Linked DNA regions of Mus musculus: all the other regions are linked to region 1. A link is a contact called in public HiChIP or PLAC-seq and Micro-C data. All regions are on one chromosome and are shown on one strand. The core of a region is the stretch at or near the end of the contact, and the rest is flanking DNA. Distances in the headings are between cores, read along the strand shown. Region 1 holds the start of Sesn3 (sestrin 3). Region 2 has its middle 110 kb from the start of 1700019J19Rik. Region 3 holds the start of Amotl1 (angiomotin-like 1). Region 4 has its middle 84 kb from the start of 1700019J19Rik. Region 5 has its middle 91 kb from the start of Fam76b. Region 6 has its middle 21 kb from the start of Fam76b.

The links. Hi-C and Micro-C count contacts between places; a contact is called where the count stands out from the background. HiChIP or PLAC-seq counts read pairs in DNA pulled down with a chosen protein or histone mark.
Region 2: an H3K4me3 HiChIP or PLAC-seq map of neural tube shows a contact between it and region 1, with 2.8 times the contacts expected there. The contact joins the enhancer-like site here to the promoter of Sesn3 in region 1. A contact is called at or near these places in 13 of 39 promoter capture datasets (the 3T3-L1 cell line, 3T3-L1-derived adipocytes, the C10 cell line and 8 more), 2 of 484 Hi-C or Micro-C datasets (bone marrow-derived macrophages and nephron progenitors), 16 of 115 datasets of contacts at active chromatin or transcription factors (the SCID.adh cell line, T-cell acute lymphoblastic leukemia, VIP interneurons and 13 more) and 3 of 9 other capture datasets (liver, macrophages and pancreatic islet).
Region 3: a contact with region 1 is called in a Micro-C map of embryonic stem cells, with 5 times the contacts expected there. The contact joins the promoter of Amotl1 here to the promoter of Sesn3 in region 1. A contact is called at or near these places in 3 of 484 Hi-C or Micro-C datasets (embryonic fibroblasts, embryonic stem cells and uterus), 1 of 115 datasets of contacts at active chromatin or transcription factors (pancreatic cancer cells) and 1 of 9 other capture datasets (pancreatic islet).
Region 4: an H3K4me3 HiChIP or PLAC-seq map of the SCID.adh cell line shows a contact between it and region 1, with 12 read pairs. The contact joins the enhancer-like site here to the promoter of Sesn3 in region 1. A contact is called at or near these places in 16 of 39 promoter capture datasets (the 3T3-L1 cell line, the C10 cell line, the HPC-7 cell line and 12 more), 1 of 15 datasets of contacts at CTCF or cohesin (large pre-B cells), 10 of 484 Hi-C or Micro-C datasets (the 3T3-L1 cell line, the HPC-7 cell line, Th1 cells and 7 more), 26 of 115 datasets of contacts at active chromatin or transcription factors (the 230-238 cell line, DN3 thymocytes, the NIH/3T3 cell line and 19 more) and 4 of 9 other capture datasets (adipose tissue, embryonic stem cells, liver and 1 more).
Region 5: an H3K4me3 HiChIP or PLAC-seq map of neural progenitor cells shows a contact between it and region 1, with 17 read pairs. The contact joins the enhancer-like site here to the promoter of Sesn3 in region 1. A contact is called at or near these places in 12 of 39 promoter capture datasets (3T3-L1-derived adipocytes, the C10 cell line, the HPC-7 cell line and 9 more), 1 of 15 datasets of contacts at CTCF or cohesin (CD8 T cells), 2 of 484 Hi-C or Micro-C datasets (bone marrow-derived macrophages and cranial neural crest) and 22 of 115 datasets of contacts at active chromatin or transcription factors (the 230-238 cell line, CD8 T cells, the SCID.adh cell line and 18 more).
Region 6: a contact with region 1 is called in an H3K4me3 HiChIP or PLAC-seq map of bone marrow-derived macrophages, with 5 times the contacts expected there. The contact joins the enhancer-like site here to the promoter of Sesn3 in region 1. A contact is called at or near these places in 22 of 39 promoter capture datasets (the 3T3-L1 cell line, 3T3-L1-derived adipocytes, the C10 cell line and 12 more), 2 of 15 datasets of contacts at CTCF or cohesin (the NIH/3T3 cell line and large pre-B cells), 7 of 484 Hi-C or Micro-C datasets (the HPC-5 cell line, bone marrow-derived macrophages, cerebral cortex and 3 more), 24 of 115 datasets of contacts at active chromatin or transcription factors (the 230-238 cell line, DN3 thymocytes, the NIH/3T3 cell line and 15 more) and 3 of 9 other capture datasets (embryonic stem cells, liver and macrophages).

What each region holds. Positions count from the first base shown.
Region 1 is chr9:14,274,557-14,277,653 of GRCm38.p6, forward strand. It overlaps Sesn3 (sestrin 3), which reads left to right and starts at 1,745. Exons shown (of 10, transcript NM_030261.4): 1 at 1,745-2,073. The coding sequence starts at 1,996.
Region 2 is chr9:13,977,235-13,980,419 of GRCm38.p6, forward strand. No RefSeq gene overlaps it. Among named protein-coding and RNA genes, the nearest start is that of 1700019J19Rik, 110 kb to the right of the region's middle. Within about 2 kb of position 1,822, at least 9 of the 459 cell types and tissues checked have an H3K27ac peak or open chromatin away from gene starts, as enhancers often do. A contact at or near this core is called in neural tube, where this site is marked.
Region 3 is chr9:14,613,537-14,616,317 of GRCm38.p6, forward strand. Amotl1 (angiomotin-like 1) reads right to left here and starts at 1,464. Exons shown (of 13, transcript NM_001081395.1): 1 at 1,198-1,464. The coding sequence starts at 1,246.
Region 4 is chr9:14,004,993-14,007,844 of GRCm38.p6, forward strand. No RefSeq gene overlaps it. Among named protein-coding and RNA genes, the nearest start is that of 1700019J19Rik, 84 kb to the right of the region's middle. Within about 2 kb of position 1,434, at least 19 of the 459 cell types and tissues checked have an H3K27ac peak or open chromatin away from gene starts, as enhancers often do. A contact at or near this core is called in the SCID.adh cell line and extraembryonic endoderm stem cells, where this site is marked.
Region 5 is chr9:13,917,361-13,920,330 of GRCm38.p6, forward strand. No RefSeq gene overlaps it. Among named protein-coding and RNA genes, the nearest start is that of Fam76b, 91 kb to the left of the region's middle. Within about 2 kb of position 1,646, at least 45 of the 459 cell types and tissues checked have an H3K27ac peak or open chromatin away from gene starts, as enhancers often do. A contact at or near this core is called in the SCID.adh cell line, Th17 cells, embryonic basal ganglia and 2 more, where this site is marked.
Region 6 is chr9:13,847,716-13,850,682 of GRCm38.p6, forward strand. It overlaps a transcript of Fam76b not described here. Among named protein-coding and RNA genes, the nearest start is that of Fam76b, 21 kb to the left of the region's middle. Within about 2 kb of position 1,521, at least 6 of the 459 cell types and tissues checked have an H3K27ac peak or open chromatin away from gene starts, as enhancers often do. A contact at or near this core is called in bone marrow-derived macrophages, where this site is marked.

The DNA.
Region 1 (3,097 bases), core at 495-2,994:
CTAGACTATGGAGGTCTACCCAGCATCAGACCACACTTTGCTATCACTAGCTAAATGGACCTTCACCTAACCATATCACCTAGATAGACCCTTGAGGTTGTTCAGTCTGTTTAAACCTGTGCGGGCAGATTTTCATCTCCTTTGTTCTTTGTGTAGGCTTGTTTAAGGTGTAGGTCTCTAAAGAGATGGAGTGGAGACAGATGTTGAGTATGGAAGAGATTGGTAGTTTGAACAACAGTTTGGTCTAATGGCTTTGTTATGCTAACCGTGCAGGCTTCTCCAACAGCGCCTTCCCGATTTTACATCATAGTACACAAAATTCCTAACACAGGGTAGTATGTTAAATTAAAAACAATACAAGAAAAACAATACAAGTAAACCAGTGGGTCGGTTCTTTAAAACCATCTCCACAGATACATTCTACAAATTGCAGGCCTTCACAATTCCTGACACACTCGAGACCTTTAGAAAACGAGAAGCCGAGAATACAGATTAGGTTCTCAAGAGCGAAAACAGGTGATGTCATAGCACGCAGTGCGGTGTGGTCACCGCCAAGGCCGGCTGGGGAACTGCAGTTCTTGGGAGCTTGGTGCTCTGCGCCAGTAGCAGAAGCACCCTATCATGGGCTCCACGACACCGGTGAGCACCCTGAGCCAATCAGGTGCTCGCTTTGCACCGCCTTTGTTCTCACTGGGGAGCAGGCAGCCAGAGTCTGGTCTGCAGTCCGGGGTTGGTGTTTGGCCCCTCGGAGTACCTGGCTCTCTCACTCGCCTGGGTTGGGCATCTGGCCAGCCGGAGCTTTCCTCAGTGACTTATGCCTTCTGTCTCCAGAACATAGAAGCTAAACCCTGACTCACCGTTGTCAGTTTTGAGAGAGGAAGGTCCAGTCCAATCGTTTTAAATGGCAATTCGTACTCAAAACCTTCCATCACAGGCAGGGATTGTGCTCTGCAAGTTTCTAACCAGAGGCCTCCCACAGGATTTGTGTGTGTGTGTGTGTGTGTGTGTGTGTGTGTGTGTGTGTGTGTGTATCAATCTCTGACTTGTTCATGATAAACGAACTTTCTTTGCTGTGAGAACGATCGTCGGAGAGAGGGAAAAACCCCTAAACCAAAGATGTGTCTCCGGGTCTCCAACTCCAATAGCTGTGTAGACTTCTAACTCTACAGCCGTAGGTAGTTGGTCTTTCGTACCAGATTTACAGAGTGCATAAAGAACATAAAGTTCTTTGAGATCTGTGGGAGCAAAGTGCTGCAAGACCGCAGTCTTCCTCACAGCTATTAGATTTAGATCCATGGAGAGAAAGCTGAATCTCTGCCCCGGAGGAAGGAACGTTCTAGCGTCCACCCGGCCCACTCCCGAGAGATCAGGAAATGTTTAGCTAGGTCTCAGATCCTCTAGCGAGCTCTAGCTTCCAGCTATTTAATCTCACTCTCCATTCTGCACGGTTTTTGCAGAGAGGCGTGGCTTGTCCTGAGGGTGGCGCTAGAGTTCCTGATAATTTGCATACACCACACCTCCATTTCTCATTGGTAGATTGGAGTCCCTCCCACCCCACTACCTAACTAACCCAGGGTCACTCTTCAGCATCGAGCCTCGGAGATAAACTTAACTTGCCCGGAGATTCGTGTTGCTCTCGCCTCCCGCGATTGGCCGGAGCCACTCATTGGATGCGGGTGCAGAAGGGGGCGTTGCCGGTGCCGTCTGGTTGGCGGGAGGGGGCGGTGCCCAGCGCGGCTGCCCTGAAGGCGGCGGGCCTCGGGGGCGGGGCCGCACTGAGAAGCTGAGACGGCCGCGGCTGCTCGTCCTGGCTGGCGGGGCGGGGGTCTGGCGATGGGGGCGGGAGGAACAACGGGTCGCTGAGTGCCGCGGCTGCCGTCCCCGCCGAGCTCGCGCGGGCAGCCGCTGCGCCGTCGCTGCCGCCCGACCCCCTGAGAAGAGAACGTTGAAGCAGCCCTTCGCTAGCGGCCGCGGTGACAGCCCGGCTCCGGCGCGATGAACCGCGGTGGCAGCAGCGCGTCGGCCTCGGCCAACTACCTGCTCTGCACCAACTGCCGGAAAGTGCTGCGGAAGGTACGGCGCGGCCGCGTCCGGCGGCGAGGCGCTCCCCACGGTCCGGGTCCGGGCGGCGCTTGCGGGGGAGGGGGGACGAGAGGCAAAGTGTCCCCCCGCGGGTCCCTGCGCCCGGCCCCTGGGCTGCCGCCGGGTCTGCCCCGAGGCTGAAGGGATGCTGGGATGCTGGGAGGAACCGGCTCGGCTGGGGATGGAGGCTGGCCTGAAATCACAGCAACCAGTTTGGTCTGCAGGAGACTGGCTGCCTCTCCCCGGTGGCTGACTCTGGGGGGGTGTTTTCTTCGACTGGGTCGCTTCTGCCAGGCCTACGGTGCCTTGGCACCGCCTCTTGACATTCTCTTGGTGGGTCCCGAAAGGCACCATGAAGGCATCTTGAACTTTATACCCATAGGAAATGCTGTTCGATCTTCCAGCGCTTTCAGCTTGGGTTGGTGGAGGTGGAGGCTGAAGACGACTTGGGTTCGCCCTCCTTATCATCCCCCACCGCGATGTCGATCGAGAAAATCCGACCCAGGATTGGCTTATTGCTTTCCAGAGTGACTGATAGAAAGTTTACTCCAGTATTGTTTAGCTTACTTGGCTTAATCGCCCCGTGGGGGATGGGGATGCAGGGAGAGAAAGGATGACAAAATGTCCCTGTAGACGCAGAAGAGGTTTTAATAAGATCTGAATAGCCTCCTTGACTAATATAATCTGTTTCTTTTTTACACTCTTATTTTTACATTGCATGAAATGAAATCATTAGGTGAGGTGTTTCTGTTTGTCCAGCACCAATGAATTAAAATTGCTGAGCTGTGCATATTTGAGAGCTAAGATGAATATGGTGCCGTTTTTGTCAATTTTCCTATCTACAGTCAATTTAGGATTGCTCTTTATGTCCTAGGAAAAACAAGCAAGCACATAAATAAGCAAGCTCAAATATTTGCGCTCTTTGTCCAAAAACTGTTTTTCTTCCTCTGTGGGTCAGGCCAAGTGCCAATCAAAGTTGTTTTTCAAGCCTCTTTTCCCTGCCGTGGAGCTGGTT
Region 2 (3,185 bases), core at 572-3,071, 300 kb before region 1:
TCTTGGACCCCTAATCAGATATATCTCTTTAACCCCTGGCTTGCTTTTCTTCTCAGTTGGTATCTAGATCTTCCAATACTTCTAGATGCCCAAATAGCATTGAGCAGAACATATAGAGAAGAAGCTTAGTGTCCCTCTTTCTGAAATCCCTTCAACTCGGGAACAACAAGCAAATTATGCTGAGCTCAGGGAGCAGATGTTACAGGAAGGGAGTTTTCATGAGAGTTGAATGACTTGCCTAAGCCTCGTAGCTCCAGAACCAGAGTTGTTTAGGGCTCTTTCTCTAACACCCATCCTGGCTCCTCAGGGTCTTTCTCCTAACACAGAGCCAACTCAAGCCAAGACATGGGCCTTCAAACTTGTGGGAAGCAATAAACACCTAGTGACTTTTGAATTGGAGGCACGTGTTCATGTGTTTTCTGATTTCTGTGCTTTCTTATCCGAAGTCTCAGAACTGGTCTTGCTTCCCTTTACTTCAATTGTGGATGCTTGTAGAGGTGAGAGTGTGTGTATGCACACATGTACATGCACACACACATACATACATGCATGCACAGTCACACACACACACATAAATATGCACACGCACTTGTGCACTCGTTCAGGGTGAACAGTTTTAAGGTATTGTGTTAACTGTGAAGCAAGTGAAATGGCTGTGCTGGGGTTTGAGCTACTCTGACTCTGCTTTAGACTAAATAGTCAGGAGACGCCTCATCTGGAAAAGTGAGAGTTGATCTGAGTTGATAATGGCAACCAAAGCTGGAGTGCTGGAGGGGGAGTTTAGAGAACGACAAATGTAGGGGTGAGGGGGACATGAGATGGAAAAGCAGTGCTTGGCCATTTGGTCAAGTAAGAAAGCCAGTATAACCGAAGCAGAGAGCCTGAGAGGGGTCAGCACATAGGCGAGGAAGAGTTTTGTGGAGCATGTTAAAGACCTTCAGTCCAAGACAGCTCCCTCAACCAAATAAAGGCAACTTGCACTGAATAATTATAATCCTTTTGTGCATAACTAACAATGTACTTCTGTTAGGGAATATTCGTATGTCTACACAGACATTTCCCACAGAGGGATGAGGAAGTTACAGCTTGCTGTCAGGATGTCACAGAGGGTGTGGGAGATGGACTTGTACTGTAACATTGAAAATACTATAACAGTGTTTCAGACACAGCTTCCTACCTCTTGGCTTCTTTGCTGTTATCACCAGCATAATCGCCATAAACTGGGGTATTATAATTCAACACCTCTTATTACTTCTAGAGTCTTCCACATATCTTGCTTTCAGAGACTGTGACAAAATACCCAAAGGAGTAACTTATAAAGACTCTGGGGTTTGCATTTCAACGTTTCAGCCCTTTGCTCTTGGGCCTGTGATGGGCACACGGCCAGTGAGCTACTTCCTTCAGTGAGCACTAGCCTCTTTGACATCCCATGGTCTCCCAAGAGCACCACAAGCTAGGGTCAAACATTCACCACAGGAGCCCACCTCTGGGGGACTTTCCAGTTTTAAAGTGTAAACCTAACTCTGTCCCACCCTCTTTCAGAGTGTTTCCAGTACTGTCTTGAGACTCAAATGTTAGCAACACACGCAAAGATATGCAGGGGATGAGGGTAGCAGGCATCCTTGTAGATTCTTGTGAAATGCCAGTAAATAAATAACACTTGTCAGATGAAATTCCTCTAATAGCTGCGTATTGCCCACAGGACATAGTGTAAACTCATCAGCCTGTACTACAGCTTCCCAGGATAATAGGGAGCTTGATTCTCCCGTGTCGGGTTATAAATCAAGCTCTCTGATGGGCCTTCAATTCTTCCTGCCTGAAAGCCTTGACAAATGTAACTCCCGCTGTGATCTGGAAGCGCCTGGCTCAGCTTCTCAGACTCCTCAGACTCCCAGTCCAGATGCTCAGGCACTGGGACGCCTGGAGCTCTTGTGCAGTCTCTTTTCTCTTCACCCCACACCACTGGAGGCTTCCTTCTCCAGCATCAAGCACCTCAGGCCTCATGCCCAACTTTCTACTCCTCTGAAACAGCTCCTGTAGTCAGTCAGCTCTTGTGTATACACAGTTCCTGATGCGTATGGCAAGCTTGGTTCCAGATACAGGGTGTAGTCTACAAAAAGCCATTACTCCAGATGGACATTTCCTCTGGACTCTGGCAAACTACTCTTCAGACTATGGTGACGACCACAGGTGAATGGGAGCCCAAGAGGGTTCTAGATCCCAGAATTAATTCCCCGTTATTCTTAACTCTGAGAACAATTCTGAAAACCTTCTTCCACAGGGTTGATTCTTCATTTTTTACTATACTTTGGCACCTCAGCCCCAGGAAGTTCGTCTGTATGTCTGTCTGTTTGCCTCTGATGTCTGCTCTGAGCAGCTTTCCATGACCCCCCCCCCCAACCCGGGCTTTACCCTAAATTTCCCTTTCTGTGGAAGGATCTTCCTGTGAAAGCTTGGTGTGATCTAAATATGTCCTCAAATTCCTTGACACTCCTGTGGAGGGATCAAAGTCCCCTTCCTTTAAATCTGACTGAGATTGTGACTTAAAAGAAAGCAATGGACATGATACCAAATGACTCGGGGTCAGATCATCAGAGGACTGGCATCTTCTACTTTTCTTGCTTGAATTCCTTCTCTTGGAGCCTTGAGCTTCAAGTAAGAAGTTTAGCTGCTTTGATCATTCCATGACACCAAGTCCCTGTGTCAGCACCTAGATCCACAGTGAAGTCAGAGTAGCCTTCCAGCAAGCTCTATGAAGGCAGCAAGGGAGTGAAGCAGTCTGGGATCCTAGCGTCATCCCATCCCTTGCATGTGACTTATCTTGACTCGCAGAGCCTGTTTGGTAAGTAAAGAGGTCTCTAAGAGCCTTGAGGACATAGCTCATAGCACTCGCAGGTTGATGTGTTTCTAAGAATCCCATGAGCATTGCCTCAAAATGACCCCAAAGTCCTGGAGCCCTTATCAAAGGAATTGATGGAATAGGTTTCTTTCATTTTGCTTTCCACTGTGTGTGTGTGTGTGTGTGTGTGTGTGTGTGTGTGTGTGTGTGTGTGATGGCGCTTACTTGCATTAATTAGACTTACCAGAAAGAGGTTTCTGTTGTTTATTAATCATCTTCTCTCAGATATTTTGTTAAAGCAGCAAAAGCAAACCTGATCTGAAACTCATAAAGCTTTTAAGGGCAT
Region 3 (2,781 bases), core at 214-2,713, 340 kb after region 1:
GAAACCATGAGCGTTCCATACTTCAAGCCCTGACTTTTCACTCCCTGAAAGAGAGTCTTCTGGAATTGTAGCTGTTTAATATTACCCAGTTCTAGTTGTGAGCACTTTCGGTGAACAAGTTGACACTGTTTGGAGTTCAGTGGACCTCTGAGGCATGACATCCTCCACCATCACCAAGGACTTTAATAAGCAAAGCCCGCCAAACTTTAAGTCTTTGTAGGGAAACAGAACCATGGGCAGGAAGCAGAGGGGCCGAAGGACCAAATACCATCCAAAATGTAAGCATCAAGGCCCCGTGAGATCGAAACCTGTCTCCAGAAGCCGACGTCCAGGTAACCCACACACTATCCCTACTTAAAGGCATTTAGACAATACACCCACCACAAGAGCTGAAAGGCAAACATTTTCCAGGGGGAAAAAAGGAGGCAGAAAATAGGGGCACAGGCCCGGGATTCGTCTTCTGAGGTCCCCAAGCAGGGGACTTGGAGAAGGTGAGACCTCATCTCCCAGCCTGGCTACTTAAGGCTAACACCAGTGGGTCCCCTGCACTGTCAGGGGCCGTCACGGGCCGAGGTTCCACTTTCCTGTCTGCCACAAATGTCACGTTCCAAAAAAGTTCAACCAGCTCCCCCTTGGAAAGTTTGTGCTTCCTCCCGGAAACCAGATTTTTTCCAAGGCACTGCCAACAGGCCAGGGAAAGCCGGATCCTACCCCTGATTTGTGCAAGAAACTTGTTTGGGGAGAACAAAGAAGGCTCAGGGCGGAAAGGCCCGAGCCTCCGGGCCGGGGCGCGTCCTGGGGTCCAGGCTGGGCGCCCCGCGCGCCTTTGTCTGCGCCAGAGCAGCGGCACCCGCCAAGCCTCCAGATCCTCCGGGACCGCAACCTGCCAGCCACAGGAGAAATGCCAGTCCCGCGTCAGGGGCCCGCACGCGTACCCGAGTCCTTGGCCTCCCGTGGGAATCCCCCACGGGGGTACTGGGCACTCGGAGGGTAGTTCTGAACCGAATTCTGCTTTTTGTCTTGTTGAACCTTCTGGATCCCTCACAGGACAATCTGAGGCCCCAGCACAAATCTGGTTCACCAAGTCCCCACATCTGGTGCGGAGCTGATGTCAGCCTGGGCTCTCGGGAGCAGCCGCGGAGACCTCTCGGCCCAGTCAGGGGGAGCCCTCCCGGACCCCCGGCTTGAGCTGATTACCTCTAAGCACAGGCTCGCAAGGTCCCCGGCGCGACTTTGCCCTCCGCATGGGGCGATCATGGGACGATCCTGGCTTGGGCAACGCGGCGGCAGGGGAATGGCGGCAGGGGGATGGCGGCTGGGAGGCGCGGCGAAGGGTGCCTCTGCACTCGGGCAGCAGAGAGATGCCCCGTTCCCCCTCCAGTCCCACCCACCCCACCCCGCTGCCGGGTCCCTGGGCGCCCCGCGCTCCCAGTCGCCAGCGTGCTACCCAGGAGGGTCGCTGGTCTGATCCCTGTAACCCTACACTTCACCCCGCCCCGGCCCCGGCCGCGGGGCCCTAGAGCCCGTCCCCAGTTTCCCGTCGCCCCTCCCGGGATTTCGGAAACTGCCGGGACTCAGGCTGACGTGTCTCCCTGAGACCAAAAAGGGAGACTGGCTCCCTTGTTTTTGTCCCCTATCCGCGTTTGAATTCCTGTCACACTCACCATTTCTATCTGAATGCCTTAGAATCCTTTGCTGGAATATGCCTCCGAACTCCAGGCTAGGTTTGGTTTAGGACCAACTTTTCTTCTAAGTGGAATTTCCAGGTGAAAGCGATCCCCAGGCCCTAGTACTTCTATCAGGTGGGGCGGTCAGGATAGGAGGGGCTATGATGTGCTCCACTGAGGAACAGAACAGCTAGCTAAACAGACCTTCCTTACAGCCTTAAATGTTCAATGGCTTCCTAGGACTGTACATCCTGTGACCACAACCCTCAGGCTGCTATCTGCTCAAACAGAAGCAAAGAATTTGAAGTCTGTGACTCTGCCCCGCCTTCGAAATCAGACTTTTTCCCTAAGCAACGCTCCTTGCCCAGCCCTCTGCGAGGTTACACTCACTGTCTTCTGAAGCCATGCACTAGGACCTTTCTGGTCTGTCTTCTGAGAGCAGAGGCCAGTGGCTGCTGCCCAAGCCCCTACTTGGAGGGTTAGGGCATATCAAGGTTTCTGACGGTTGGCTCCTCTTTTCTCTCTTCTTACCTGGCCATGGGGGCAGGGGTCATGTCTGGCTTGTGCCATCTCCCTAAACTCACCCGCTCACCGCTTCACCCCCAGTGTTCCAGCCGGATTCCATGACAGCCCTCTGATTTCTCAGACAGAGGCCCAAATGTAATTGCTGAACTTATTTCTCAAGCACAGGCTTCGTTAAAGTCACCTGCCTTTGTAGAACACACAAAGCCAGGACGTGTGCACAGAAAAGAACAGGGCAGTAGGTCCCCTCTTGTTAAGAGTCTGGACAGGAGAGAGAAGAGACCAGCTCTGTGTAGAGGGGGAAGGGGCAGAGATCCGATGTGCAGGAAAAGGAGGCACTGGGCAAGCAAGCAGCAGTGCAGCCTGGAGGGAATTGGCAAGGTTTCTCACCAAGGGTGCTTGGCAAGAGCTGATAAATGAGGAAAGAGTTTTCACTGCAAAGGAAGAGACAACACGAGTAAGTGGACAGTCACAAAGTGCAGGGCTGGGAAGGACTGAACGGTAAACGTACACAGCTTCCACTTGGCTAGTGCGGAAACTCCCACCCGGCTGTGCAAGGACTTCCCTAACGGCACAGAACAAGTTCAGTAGC
Region 4 (2,852 bases), core at 184-2,683, 270 kb before region 1:
GAAAGAAGTCGAGGGAGGAACAGTACTAAAGTACACTATTGTCTTCCTTCTGCCATGTGGGATCCAACACGGAACTCGGATCATCAGGCTTGGAGGCTTGTTCCTTTATCCCCTGAGCCATCTAGCTGGCTCAGAACATCAGTTTCATGACATATGGAAACAGGCACAATAATCTTCCCTCGAGTTTTCCAGGGAGTACGAACTGAGAAACTGTATGTAAATCACTTAGAATCCACGGGCACACAGTATGAATGGACCTTTTAGTTCTCTCTCCCAAACTTGGCAGAAAAACTATCTGATTGATCTGTAAATCATTTGTGTGTATTTACTATAACCCATACCTACAGTCCCCAACACAGACAAAGCACATTGACACAGCAAGTCTCACTTCAAGGCCTTAGGAGAGAGGACAGAGAAACCCCAAACCATCCAGGAAGAAGAAGTCACAAGCAGAAATCAGAGAGCAGAAATGCTAGATAATCAGAGAGATCGGGCTAGAGTGGTAAATGTGATTCTAGAGCCCAGAGGAAAGTTGTCCAAAAGCATTCAGAGGGGAGCAGCGGGTCTCACATCACAAGCTTCCTGAAGGGAGGAGTGGGAAGAACAACTGGGTCCCCATGGAAGGAAGGCCTTGCCTGACTCTCAGCATCTGCAGTGAGTGGGCCAGGCCTGCCTGAGAGCATCATGGAGCGGTGAGGAACGCCAACTATTCTTAGCTCTCTCTTCAGAAGTTTGCTTTTATTTATTTATTTTTTACTCTTAGTTTCCTCAGACTCTGCCTTATAAAATCACTTCATTCTCTGACAGGCTGGTGGGACAGGCTTTGCTGCATTCTGGAAGTCTGGCAAGCTCAGCTCCCAGTTCTCACTGGGTACAAAGGGTGACTGTCCTGCCTGTTGAAGAGCCTGAGAGCTTGTCAGCAGCCTCTTGGGAAGCTCCATTATACAATGTCCAACTATCCCTGCCCTAAATCTATCAGGCTAGGAAAACAATGGGCAGAAAGTCACTTCACAAGAACTTTCCCTGATGCCACTCATTCGAGATAAGAAACAGTTATCTAAAAGGGTGTGTTGACTCTCCTGCTGGTAGACCTGGAACTTGGAATAGGCTGCCATCTTTTAAATCCACCCCCTATTAATTACATATCTGTTGCTGTGATAGAACACCAAGACACCTTATGGGAAGTTTATTTGGACTTATGATTCCAGAGGGACAAGACACAATCCTGTTTTATCCAAAGAGCCTGTCAGAGAAGGAGGTGATCTATAAACCAGGGTCTGAGCAAACTAAAAGGGAAAAACAAAGAAAAAACAAAGAAAGCCTGGAGCAGGGGGATTAGAGCAGTTTGCTCTCTTCACAGGCCCATGGTGCTCTGGGGCAGGCTTAGCAAATAGACTGGCTGTCACATGGCACATTGCAAAGGCACTGCAGACTTGTTGATAACAGATCAAGGGGAAGTTTGGCAGCTGGAGGCAGTAATTGTGGTACAAGCAGCATGCTGAGGAGAGCTTACACCCTTTAGTGTAACCATGAAGCAGAGAGAGCAAAGGGGTAGTAGATGAAACTTTATTCTCAAAGCCCAGTGAGGTACTTCCTCCAGCAAGGCTGCACATCTCAGCCTCCCCAGACAGCACCGATGGGGGACCATGTATTCAAATGGCCAAGATAGTAAAAGACATTGATCATTCTGACCATTCTGCCTCCTGATTCATGATGCCTGATAGGAAAGCCTCACTAAGGAGGGCCAAGCTGCCTCACACTCTTGGACTTCAAAAGGTTAATTATCACCGAACCATAGCAGAACAAGGAAGAATGTGAGTCAGTGCTCTCAAATGCTTCTAGAAGACTTTGCATTTTCATATCTTCTAAAAGACATTCACGCTCCATGAGAAAAACTTGGCATGCTCTCTGAGAAAGCTGGGCAGAGTCAGGTCATAGACCTTGGGATATGACTTTGTTAAGAGTTGATATTAATTCACAGGCATGGAGGATCTGTGACACATTGGTAGCAGAGAGTGGTGGTCTTTGCTTCTTCACAGACAGCAACCAGCAAATAATTCCTTTCAGATACTCCTGGAATACCAAGGGGCGCTGCAGGTGACTGCTCCCCAGCAAACCCATGAGAAGCCATGGTGTGTATATGCATGTGTGTGTGTGTGTGTGTGTGTGTGTGTGTGTGTGTGTGTACACGCACATGTATGTGCCTGTGTAGAAAACTAAATTGTTATTCATGAGACCTGACACAAAAGAGTATCTGCTGTTTTGCCGAGAGGCATGTTTGAAGATGCAAACATATGCATTTGACTTAGTGGGCTGATGCTGGGATGCTGGGTGGTGTGGACTACATGCCACAAGAAGGAGCAGCCTGTACAGGGCCTGAATGTGAGATGGAGTCTAGCTCCTTCATCGGGTCTGGAGCAAGGTATGGCATGGAAATGGTTGGCAGTGGAGCTAGAGATGTTCACATGTACATACTGACCAGACAAAATGAGCAATCTAGAAGTTATCTCTGTTTGGTCACAGCTGACTTCCTCTCTGTTCTCCCTTTGTCCTCTCTCCATTCCACGGTGGTGCCTTTGACATAACTGTGACAGCTGTTCAATATTTCTTTTAGTAGCAGAAAGTCATATTTCACTCATGTACTATGGGGTTTAGGTGAATTGAAAGCTTCTCTTCCCTATCCCCCAAACTTGGGATAGACTTGTGACCCAGAATTAGCCAATAAGATCACGGCATTTTCTGACCACTGAACTTGGTTCAGAAACATCTACAAACCAATCTGTCTTAGGACCTGTACAGGGCTAGAAGTTTGGCTGTATGAATGGAGTAATGACTCCAGAAATCACAACACC
Region 5 (2,970 bases), core at 396-2,895, 360 kb before region 1:
GAGCCTACCTCAACAGATAGCAGACAGACAAACAAGACCGACAGACAGGCAGAAAGCAGGTTGAGTGGGTAAGAGTATCTCTCTTGTACATCATATTCCTATTGCCTGGGCCATGATTTTAGCTACAGGTCACTGCCAACAAATATCAATGGCCATAGGCTTCACAGTCATCATTAGAAAACATCCTTTAACTCCAGTAGAACATGCAGCAAACTGGAACATCCCAGGTATGTTGCAAGCATGGCATGGACACCGAACAGATCTGCCTGCTTTTGTATCCCAGTTACTGACCTTAAACGTGTGCTCCACTATGGCTGACATCAGACTTTAGTTTGTAAATGATATGGATAATTTGGAGCCAGATAAGGATACACAGCATTGTAGATGTACTAAATGCCATTAAACCTTCCTTTAATGAGATGATGTTTATATTTCATACACTTCACCTAAAACAAAGACAGGAGGTAAACAGGTGTTCATTCACTCTGGTCTTTGTTTCAATGTGGTGGTTGTGATGTAATTCCATCCGCTTGAAAATTCTTGCCACATGGAATTTATGATTGAAAATCTTACACTAAAATATCGCCAGGCATTGGTGGCATACACCTTTAATCTCAGCACTTGGGAGGCAGAGGCAGGCGGACTTCTGAGTTCGAAGCCAGCCTGGTCTACAGAGTGAGTTCCAGGACAGCCAGGGCTACCCAGAGAAACCCTGTCTCGAAAAACAAAACTAAACTAAACTAAACTAAACTAAACTAAACTAAACTAAACTATCATAGTCCCTGTGACTTTTAGAGAACCTTGTGATAGCTGGGAGCCCAAGTCCCTGATGTAGACAATCACGATGAACTTGCATTGTTCATACCTGTTCCCAGAGTGAATCGCCCAGTGTCTCTGCTCTGTTATACCCAGATGTACAATCTCTAGTTTCCTTTGTTTGTTTCCTCTCTAGTTTCCTTTCCATGTAACACACACACACACACACACACACACACACACACACACACACACAGAGAGAGAGAGAGAGAGAGAGAGAGAGAGAGAGAGAGAGAATACTTTTTCTGTGGAAGGCTATGATCTATATGACTATATGACTGCTGGAATGAGGAGAGAAAAAGAGAGCCTGTGGTGAGCCATCAGAATACCATGGGTGAAAACTGGTGTATAAAGAAGCCTTGGGTTTGGAAAGCCAGGGTCGGACAATGATGAGCACCATAGTGCAGGTGTCCCAAGTGCTTCAAGACCTTAGCTAAAGCCCATTCATTCTGGTTTATTTAGTCTAGGAGGTTCTTATTTCATTTGCTATCACAGTGGATTTTCAATATGCCTGCAAAATCCAATAAAGACTCTGCTAGCCTCCTGAAAGAAGTATTACGATCTCTGAAGCAGCCCGTCAGACTAGCACCCTTCATTCTCTCACTTGGTGTGTCTGAACAGTATGGGCAGTTTCCTCTCCAAAGTGTCCAGTGAGCAACCTAATTGGCCCTCCACAGACACAATGTTTTGGACTGCTTTTACTCACTCAGGTCAGATTCCCATTCTCTCGTTCAGTACAATAAACTTGCCCAGGAAACTCTCCAACAAGCCCCAACATTGATTCTCTGAGACTTCAATGTAGTGCACTGTGTTGCCCATGGCACCACTGTCTCCATAGCAACCCTCCCAACTAGGCAGCTCGGTCAGAAGACAAATAAAAGCAAAGGAATTGCTGTAATGTCCTCATCATTGTAATCGTTTCTTACTGAGAGGACGTGAGGCTGAAGATTGGCTGTGCTGGGGATAACAGGGGAAGCTTGAGGCCACATCCTTAGAGCCTCACCTGTTGTCTCCGGTCTCTCTTATTTCCTTCATAAGTCTGAACTATTCTGAGCTTACTTGAGTAAATGTTCTGCATACTCAAAAATAAAAGGAACCTTACTAAGAATATAAGAGGACCCCATCCAATAAAGCCCCAGAATTAAAACTGGAAACTGACTGGCTTCATGAGCCCCAGCCAGCCAATCAGACCTCTGTGTCACTTTGCTCAGGAGTGGAAGGAGGTGAGCACTGACTCTGTTGCCGTGAAAGGGTAGATTTCGATGAGACAAGACCTGAATAGTTTTAATTTTCCCAACTTTTAAAAAAATTTTGGCAATAAGCAGAAATCATAACACTACCTTTCATATATATTCACACACTATATTTTAATTATGGTGGCTACTATACCATAAACTTCTTCAAGAAAAAGTTCTTCCACCAAAGAGGAGATCTAAATAAACACATTTCCTGTTTAGTTCTGCCTCCCCTCCCCCTCCAGCAGAGCAATCAGGCATTGGAGACGGGTGCCTGAAAGGGCCCATCTCAGCCTCTGCTCTTCAGACAGCTGATAAAGAAAAGAAATCCTCTTCATGGGGAAATTGTTCAGCAAATATTTGTGGATTGCCTTATATATAAAATACTTACCGTTGTGAATTCAATAGCAAGACAGACACTGCTCCCTGCATCATGGTGCCAAGATTCTTATATTTCAGAAAATGTGCTCTGCTCCACAGCAATGTGTGCGATACATGACTGATAGAGTGCAGATGTGCACACTCAGTGCACAGCAGGCTCACTGACCATTTTAGGCTCAAGCCTCACGGGCAAGCCACGGGGTTCTGGTAAGAACTATGCTCAAGCAGTGCTGAGGGAGCCCAAAAGACCAGACAGTGTGGCATCGGTACTGCTGGCTGCCCCAGAGGGTTCTGCGGTGAATTTTCATCTTCAGATGAAATTACTCTGAGCAAATCTTCATTCCCTCTGACTAAAGTCTCACTGAAGGTTTGAGATGGCTTCCATGAAGCTTGCTTTAAGAGCGTGTATGAGTCGCTGCCCTCAGGCATCTTGGTGTGTAGATGGCCAAACATGATTGACAGGAAATAAGTAACTTGCATGGTTTCAGGGCTAAGCTATAAACACAAGTAGCAAATTGTAGCCCAATTTCAAGACAGC
Region 6 (2,967 bases), core at 271-2,770, 430 kb before region 1:
TCTGCGGTAGAGCACAGGCAATCACTTTCATGTGCCATGTGCCAGGTCACTGTGAGGAGTCAAAAGTGTGCAAAGATCTGCAAGCATCAGATTGTTGCAGGGAGTGCAGAGTCTGCAAAAGATGGAATTACCAAAGGAAATATGATGCAACTGTGTTCTGTAAACTGCAAAAGTTCAGCTTTCCACACTTGCTGTGACTCCTGCCTTGTTTCTGTACTTGTTCCCCCTTTTATCCCTTTGTTCGAGCTTCCATCCTGTTTCCTTTTAAATTTTAAAAACAATACTCATTTTCTAGTTCATTAAGTGTTATCTGTAAGTCTAGTGCTGCATAAACGTACAATAGATCAGATCTACCTTCCTATTCATACTGTATTCAGTGCAACTTGGCTGGCAGCTCCATTTAGTTGTCTAAGCCTCTTAAACATATTTTACTATTTTAACCTGTGTGTGTGTGTGTGTGTGTGTGTGTGTGTGTGTGCCTCTCCAATGTGAGCCCTAGGATTTGAACTCAGGTTGTCAGGTTTGGTGGCAAGCACCTTTTCCTATTGAACTATCTTGCCAGCCTAAGCCTCTTAAATTTAATGTCCAAAGTTGTGTCCTAGTGCTTAGAAGTACCCAAACAGTCCAAGTGGAAGCCCCTCTTGATGTTCTCACCCTAGATGGAAACAATTCAATTTGTTGGGGCTCAAATCTTCAGTACTGTCCCGGACTCTTTCTCACACTCTGACCGTTCTTTCAAAATTTCTTCCAGCCCTAACTTCATAACATAACCAGAATTTAACTACTCTCCCCATCCCCTTCCATTTCCTCTGGTGACACTTCACTGTCATCATTTCTGAGAGTAATGTCTCCAGTGTTTTTGGACAATCAGGACAGCTAGGGTTGGAGAGGGCCTGCTCTGGGGATCAAGGGAATAAAGATTGGTCTCCTTCCCACATTCCAGCAAACAAAGCCTCCACAACCAAGAGCTGTTAGTAACGGTAGCTGCACGCCTGCATAACGAAGGGCTGTTAGGAAAGGTAGCTGCAAGCTCAGGTTGAGATCTGATCTCAACCTTAAATTAGTGTACCTTAAATTGGTGGCCTGTTAACAACACTGATTCTCATGGTTTTACAGGCCATGTACATGATGAAGGCGCTGGCTGATTCCACTTGTGGAGAGAGCGCCCATTCTCAGGTAGTGGTTTCTCATCACATCTTCAGATAGTGGCAAGTCAAGGGAGTTAGTTGTCTTCTCATATCTCAGGCATGGTCTAACTACACCCCCACCCCCACCCCGCGAACGCCCCCTCCCCCTTTCTGCAGTCATCCCTTGGAAATCCAGCAGAAGGATTTCAAAGAGATAAATACAAACACCTCTAACTGGAAACCCCCAGAATGGGTTTACATTTCAGCTGCCCAATAGCCCAAACACCTTGACTTTAAAACAACTTGTATAAAATTACAGGTCACGCAATGAATCCTGGAGCCATTTTAAGCTTTCTGAAAATTCCTACCAATGTCCACCAGAGGGAGGGCTCTGCTACCAAACCATGCTATCTATGCAGTGGTTTCCTTCTCAGCCAGACCAGCCCTAGGACCTGCTTCAGTAAGAGCAAGCCTAGTTTTTGGTTGTGAGCCTAGCCTTTAAAAGCTGAGTCATCGCCAGCCTAGTGAATTTATAGTTGAATGTTTTCTTATACATGAGAGTGTGTTTCCAGAAATGGTTAAATTTGGATAATTCCATCATATCCCCCAACTCCCAATCAAGTCAACTGATTAGCTCAATAAAAGTGACTTTGAAAGTATCATTTTCTCTTTGGTTGAAGTGCTTTTGAATTCAGAGTTAGTATTTTTAAAATTTCTTTAAGAACATCACACTGGGGCTGGTGAGATGGCTCAGCAGGTAAGAGCACCGACTGCTCTTCCAAAGGTCCTGAGTTCAAATCCCAGCAACCACATGGTGGCTCACAACCATCTGTCACGACATCTGATGCCCTCTTCTGGAGTGTCTGAAGATAGCTACAGTGTAATTACATATAATTAATAAGTAAATTTTTTTAAAAATCACACAATATTTGAACATTTATTTCACTTCCAGTGGTCCCACTAATGCTTAGAGTACAGTGTGTATTTTTGTCCTTTATGTACACCCAAATATCCCTGTTCTTATTGTGCTGGAGGGAAACCCAGGACCTAGCAGACCTGAATTAGAAGTTGCCATCTCCAGCAAAGGCAGTATGCTCTGTGGAAGTGTGGCATGGATAGTGTGCATCACTGTGCTTTTCTGTGGATGCAGCCTAGTGCCATCCAACACACAGCTTGGGCAGCCAAGAAGATGCTCCCATGCTCCCAGTGCCCTCTGCATGAGAAGTGGCATGCTTTGAATCAAGCTGTTGCTTGAGTTAGATGAACGATTCTCAACCTATAGGGAGGGAGTCATTCAACCTTTGAGGGTTGGATGACCCTGGGCACAGCGGTCACCTAAGACCGTCCTGCATATTAAATATTTACATTACAATTTCACAACGGCAAAAAAGACAGTTATGAAGTAGCCGTGAGATAATTCTATTGGTTGGGAGATCACCACAGCATGAGGAACTGTATTAAATGAACACAGCAATAGGAAGGCGAGGGCCACTGCCGTAGATGGTTCTTAAAGGGTCATTGTCTTATGCTTGTTTCTTGTTTTTGCTTTTCTCTATATGGTAAAGCTTCCCTTAGGCATTGCTAATAAGACAGCCTTAGAAACCAGGAATCTTACAGACTGGGCTTCTGTTGCAAATTCTTCTTGTGTTGTTGATTTTTAATGCAGCCCAAATGACTGTGCCTCCTTTGCTATGTGAAAACCTATCAACTATGGGCCAGGATAAGCATGTCAGTTTTCTCAGATGAAATCTTAACCTTTTTTGAGTAAATGTCCAGTGTATAGGCATACTGTAGCAAATGTTCTAGTGTGTTAGCGCTCTGAACAATGCTCCTGGCATGT